Regions from separate parts of the Mus musculus genome. Here region 1 is linked to region 2. A link is a contact called in public Micro-C data. All regions are on one chromosome and are shown on one strand. The core of a region is the stretch at or near the end of the contact, and the rest is flanking DNA. Distances in the headings are between cores, read along the strand shown.

The links. A called contact is a pair of places that touch in the nucleus more often than the background predicts.
Region 1: a Micro-C map of macrophages shows a contact between it and region 2, with 4 times the contacts expected there. The contact joins two enhancer-like sites. A contact is called at or near these places in 2 of 15 datasets of contacts at CTCF or cohesin (the G1E-ER4 cell line and pro-B cells), 3 of 484 Hi-C or Micro-C datasets (the G1E-ER4 cell line and macrophages) and 1 of 9 other capture datasets (adipose tissue).

Annotation. Positions count from the first base shown.
Region 1 is chr13:63,875,523-63,878,645 of GRCm38.p6, reverse strand. It overlaps Ercc6l2 (excision repair cross-complementing rodent repair deficiency, complementation group 6 like 2), which reads right to left. Exons shown (of 19, transcript NM_001013608.3): 17 at 1,113-1,267. Among named protein-coding and RNA genes, the nearest start is that of Gm46423, 30 kb to the left of the region's middle. Within about 2 kb of position 1,380, at least 19 of the 459 cell types and tissues checked have an H3K27ac peak or open chromatin away from gene starts, as enhancers often do. A contact at or near this core is called in the G1E-ER4 cell line and macrophages, where this site is marked.
Region 2 is chr13:63,700,644-63,704,012 of GRCm38.p6, reverse strand. The region is part of intron 4 of 1700024I08Rik (RIKEN cDNA 1700024I08 gene); the gene reads left to right. Among named protein-coding and RNA genes, the nearest start is that of 1700024I08Rik, 32 kb to the left of the region's middle. Within about 2 kb of position 2,057, at least 114 of the 459 cell types and tissues checked have an H3K27ac peak or open chromatin away from gene starts, as enhancers often do. A contact at or near this core is called in the G1E-ER4 cell line and macrophages, where this site is marked.

The DNA.
Region 1 (3,123 bases), core at 131-2,630, 180 kb before region 2:
TTTAGAGGGATTTTCCCCTTCTTCATCCTTAAAAGCAACATTACATTTTATCACTGTTATATGCAACATGTACTTTTAGCCCCTACCCATACAACAATAAACATTAAGCTTCTAGATGAATACACCAATGGATACATATTTAAAAGCCTCTGATGAAAATGACCACATATAAACAAAAAATTATATTTACGTAAGGCTTTATTTCCATGTAACAGCAATCTTAAATAGGAAAAATCCACAGAATTTATTATTTTAACATTATGAAAATCCTTCATAAAAGATAATAGGAAATCCTAGAATTTTGTGTATGTATCTTTCAGATTCAAAAACAAAACAAAACAAAACAATACAAACAAAAACCGGAAGAAACTGAATTCTATACTTTTCTTCTTTCATAGAAGAAGTAGTAGTTTAGGGTTATGAATTAATATGTACAACCCTTAGAGGTTGCTTTGAATTTGGGGACATAGGCTCATTTTTAAAAAGTGAAACTATTAGTCAACTCAGTATTATTGGGCATTTTAATTTAGGTTTGTCACTTAATTTGTCTTAGTTACTTTTCTTTGCTGTGATAAAATGCCACAATGAAGGCAACATATGAAAGAAAAAAGGTTTATGTGGCGCTTAGCGTTTCAGAGGGTTAGAGTCCATGACCATCACTGCAGGGAGGCTGCTAGCAGGCAGGCAGGCAGGCAGGCAGACCAGTGATAGGGTAGGCAGAAGTGCTAACTAAGGTAGGCAGAAGCTAAGGACTCACAACTTGATCCATAATTCAGAGGCAGAGAAAGAACTCTGAAGATGGTTAGAATCATTTGAAACCTCAGAACCTGCCCACAGTGACACACCTCCTTCAACAAGGCTACTCACACCTCCTAATCCTTCCAGACAGTTTCAACAACTGGGGACCTAGCATTCAAACATATGAGGCCTGGGGACCATTCTCATTTAAATCACCACAAATTCCAAACATTTGTGATTACAACTATTATGTTATATGGCTTTTCAACACTTAGCTGTGTCTCTTAACAGATTTAACAGCTATTTTGAGGGCGTAAAGAGGACCCTATTGATAAACTTTTGTGAGAAATAAGATAAAAACTAATGTTTCTTACCTTAGAACTGCAAACAGCTACATTAGCAGGGAGCTGGGAAAACTGCTTCAACTCAAACACATCACGCGTTGCCCATCGGCTCATGTGGTTCTCAGCTCTGCTTGAGCCGATCACATTCTGATTTGAGTGGATATAAGCCACTTCCTGAACACCATCTAGGAGGCAACAATATTTATCACGTAATTCATCACTATGAAGCAATATGGTTCTATTATCAACAGCACACTAAGAACAGGAAATACTTCTTTCTTATTTCCTCTATTTTTTGAGACAGTCTTGCTACATAGCCAGGCTAGTTTCAAACCTGTGATTCTTCTGCTTCAGCCTCCTAGCTATGTGTGCATGTATGCCTTCCTGCTCCACTTTCCCTATTTCCAGACAGTGCCTACTTTGTCGCCCTGGCTGGCCTGGGGCTCACCAGGATAGTCTTGAATTCATAGAAATCTACCTCCTCTTGAATCTGCAGTGCTGGGGTTAAAGTTGTTCATCATGACACATGGGTATGCTTGATTTATTTTAAAATTATTATCTTTTCTGTTTTCTCGAGACAAAGGCTAACTCTGTAGCCCAGGATGGCCTACAATTTATGCTAATTCTATCTCAGTCTCCCGAGTGTTATTAAAATTACAGGTATAAACTACTATGCTTAACTGCTTGCTTTATTCTGAAACTTTTAAAAAAATTATGTTATTATCACAATGTTTTCAGAAGTAAGTGGAAAAGAAGTTCAAATATATTGGTCCAGGCCAACTTAGAAATGACTTTCTACTTTCAACAATATAAGAGCTGCTGAGATTTAAGTAACAAACTTTAAATTGAAATCTGAAATAGAGATGTTTGTCTGTGGAAATCATGGTTAATGGTCTTCCATAGATTTTTCTTCTTTGTTAATTTCAAAATGTTTGGGCATGTAAGGAGGTTTATTGCTCCTTTAAAAGAGTACTTGATGGCACTGATGGAAGGGATCATGGGTTTATGACCAGGGAACTGTGTCTGATCGGTGGGACTTTGTTTTATTGTTTGTATTTTGTCCTTTTTGTACACATGCCCAAAGAATGTCAAGATGAGAGCTTTTTAGGAAATGGAAAAAAAAATTAACTCATAGCTTTTATCTAAAAGAGATTTTAAAAGTAGCTGTATTTTTTTACTGCTTTGCTTCTAGGCTCTAATAATTTATTTTGAAATTGTGGTCATAAAAGAGGAGGCTAGAACTGAGGCCTGTAAAATATCCCTCAAACAGCCCTGGCAATGTCCTCAACACTCTGCTGTTTTAGCCCTGAACTGCCCAGCAATCACAAAGCACAAAACACAAGATACTTCTACATCATGTAGTTAGGAAAACACCTACTTGCTACATAAAATTCCACTACTTCCAACCGCTGACACCTGCAGCTACAAAGCTCAAATGATTATTTTTAAAAGCACTGTAATAATTCCTTAAGCTTCTAATTTCGCTCTAGTAAACAAACCAGTTGATAATCCTGTATTGGATTAATACTGGTACCAATACACACACACACACACACACACACACACACACATATATATATACATATATACATATATATATCATAGGAAAAATTTAAACGAGTCTTAACTATAATAGAAAGCCTAATGTGTAAATAAATAAAATTTAACAATTAAGGTGCCTGTAGCACTTTTTTTTTTTTTTTTTTTTGAGACAGGGTTTCTCTGTGTAGCCCTGGCTGTCCTAGAACTCACTCTGCAGACCAGGCTGGCCTCGAACTCAGAAATCTGCCTGCCTCTGCTTTCCAAGTGCTGGGATTAAAGGCGCACGCCACCACTGCTCAGTCCTGTAGCACCTTATTTCATAGTTCTCCACATGATTTATGGGAATTAAGTAAGACACTTGTAAAGCAATGCCAAAACGATCACTAAGCAGTCTGAATAGGGGCTGTTCATTCCCTCAGAATCTTCAAGTGAACTCAAATAGTGACTAGACAATACAAGTAGACACCTATGGACCACATGAAAACAAAATTAGATGGCA
Region 2 (3,369 bases), core at 808-3,307:
CTTCCTGCTCCCCAGCCCCGGGCCCCTGTCTGAACAGTGATCCCCATTCCTGGATTCCTGGGAGGTTGCCAAACAGGGTCGTTAGGAGCCAGTCTGTCTGGATTTCCCTTCCTAAGTTTCCTGCTATTTAGCTATGTGGCCTCTGGGCAGACTCCTAACCCTGAAGCCTTAGTTTTCTCATCTGTAAAATGGGGCCGATAATTATATCATCCTCACAGAGTCACTGTGGAAATTAAATGAGTTGATACACAGTAGTGGTTGACATGTTGTACTTCCTAAAAGTCATACAACTAGTACTCATAACTGGCCCCATTCCCCTTGGTATTTCAGCATCCATCCGGGAGAGAATGAACAGACATTAGCATCAGTGTCCAACTACTGAGTATCAACCATTAGCTTTTCACAAGGGGTGTGGCTTTGGGGCCAACTCATTTTCAGTTTCCCCATCTGCAAAATGGGTACAGCAGAGCGCATCTTTAAAAATCTTCAAGAGTCTTCTGAGTAAAAAGCACTGGAAAGATGGCATGCATAAGGCATCTGTGGAGGCGGGGAGACCATAGAGGATTTGCTTTGAGAGTTTGCTCCCCATTTAAATACCCTGCTACAGTTACAGTTCAAAGATCCCTACAGCAGTACACCGAGAGTGGGGAATCCCGAGTCCTCTTCTCAGGCTTAGCCCCCGGACCACTCAGCTGAAGATTCTCCAATGTTCCCTGAAGACATTCTTCAGAGCACCTGGGCAAGCTGAGGTCTGGGCAGCTCTGGGAAGAGGGAAGAAAGCTCCTGACAGTGGGGAAGCCCTCAGAAGGAAGTGGGCAGGAACCAATAGAAGAAGCAAGGGAAGGGGCACACTAGAAACCATCCCAGGCAAACCTTAGCAGTCTTCCAGAATCTTCCATGGACGGATGCCAGAAAGTCCAGAAGGGGGAAATCTTAGAGGCCTGCCTGGGTACAGAGCAAAACTGCATCTCTATACCAGATGCTGCCCCGTGGGACATGACCACCATCCTTTCTTCCTCTGTTTCTTCCTATTTCTTTTCTGTGTATGTGTGTGTGTGTGTCTGTGTGTGTCTGTGTGTGTCTGTGTGTTTATGTGTCTGTGTCTGAGTGAGAGTGTATGTGTGTGAGAGTGTGTGAGTGTTTGAGGGTGTATATGTATTGTGTGAATGTGTGAGAGAATGTATGTCTGTGAGTGTGTATATATATGCGTGTGTGTAAGATTATGTCTCTATGCATATGTGAGTGTATGTGTGTAAGAGTGTGTGTGTGAGAGTGTATGTGTGTATGTATATGTGTTTAAGAGTATGTCTGTATATGTATATATATGAGTGTATGTGTGCATGTATGTATGTAAGAGTCTCTGTGTGAATGTGTGTGAGTGTATGTGTATTTATGTGTGTATATGTGTAAGAGTGTGTGTATGTGTGTGAGTGTGTGTATATGTGTATATATGTGAATGTGTATGTATGTATTATGTGTGCTTATGTGTGTTTAAGTGTATGTAGGTGTACACATTCTGGTATAGATGAATGTGTGTATATATTTGTGTGTATGTAAATGTGTATATATGTGTGTGTGTGAATGTGTGCATATATTGTGTGAATGAATGTGTATGTTTATGTGGATGTAAGAGAACAATGTCAAGTGTCAATGCTTAAGTTCCATCCACCTCCTAATTTTTTGAGCAGAATCTCTCTCTGTCCTGGGAGTGACCAAGTAGATGAGGCTGGAAAAGTCCTAGGGATCTGTCTGTTTTCACTTTGCAAGTGCTGAGATTACAATCATGTGACTCCTGGGGATCAAACTCTGGTCCCCATGATCTGTCCCTTTCATGATGAGAAAAAGAAGAGTCACTTCCTTGGGTTGCAGGGGACATTTCTTGCCAGATGTCAGCTCTCACTGAGTTACTTCCCTAGTTGCCGTTTCGTTTTTATTCTTTGACTACATCACAGGAAACATCATGTGAAATCACACACCATAATTCACTGGTAAAGAGATGACCACACTGTGATGTATGTTTATAAAGTCAGACACAGGGTGCTGGGTTTGCCATGGCAACCTCACTCCAAAACCCCAGAGCCCCACCCCAGGCCTTGTCTGTGTGTGCATCTACTTTCCCGGCTTTGAGCCTGAGACCCACTAGTATTTCAGCCTCAAATCCCAAGCTGCAAACAGCAAAACAGGCCCTCCTGATTTAGCTCCACGTCTCACCAAAGGCTGCACATGGGCACCACACACACATCTGCGTCCCCTTATCACAGCTGCATCAACAGAAAAGCACAGTTGAGGGACAGCCTAGGATCGCCCAGTGAGCCCTGTCCCAGCCAAGAATAAGATCTGGGCCTCAGACTCTTGCTCTGCTTCCTTAATGCTCTCTTCCCTTATAAGGTGATTAAATGGTTCTTTTTCTTCTTAAAAAGGGGTGGGGGTGGGAAGTGGGGAGAAGGAGAGTGGAAGGGGCAAAATTAGTTTGAATGCAACTGTTTTGCCCGAGACTTGGAGCACTGTAGTTCTTTTATTCGTTTGGAATGAGTGGGTATACAGAACAGCTTTGTTTTTCAATTCATTAACTTCCCCAGAAAAAGACCATCTTTTCTGTTTATACTAAGGAGCTGGATGTGGAGCCATTACCATGTGTGTGGTGTAAATAAGAAAGGCCACCAATGGAGATCTGTCCCTTTCATGATGAGAAAAAGAAGAGTCACTTCCTTGGGTTGCAGGGGACATTTCTTACCAGATGTCAGCTCTTATTTTTCATTATGAAGAAATAGGTAAATAGCTGCGGTTTTAAATTAGTGCCTTTAATTTGCAGAGCCCAGGCGGGCCCTAAAAGCTGTTCTCAGGACATAAATGCTTTCACGGAGAAAACCTGCATCCAGAAAACCCAAGGAGAGGGGAGCCATTCCCAGAACAAAGTGGGCCGGGGTTATCATGGCACCAGCACACCCATGAAGCCCTGAGCTCAGGGCTGGGTGTCAGCAGTTTGCTGACCACAATAACCACAGCCCCAGAGGGCACCATTACTGCCACTGTGATATTTCAACAGCAAAGGAATGTGGTGTTTGGATCCATCTGTTGCACACAGGCTCGGCAGTGACAGGGACATGAGTAACAGCCCTGGGTTTTCAGATGCCCCTTGACATGTAAGGGCCTTTCAGTGCTGAGTAGCTCTTCTTCCTCCCCTAACTGTAATTTCTGGCAAGTTTTGCAATAAGACGAAAATCCCTGCTCATTGCATCCCTCTAGAATATTCTAAACACAACTCTTAACCACAATGTGTTTGTTATCCATCTCCAGTTACATTTGCATAATTAAAATAGATAGCAGAGAAAACATCTCTGTAACATCAGTGGTATCCTTTGAACTTGT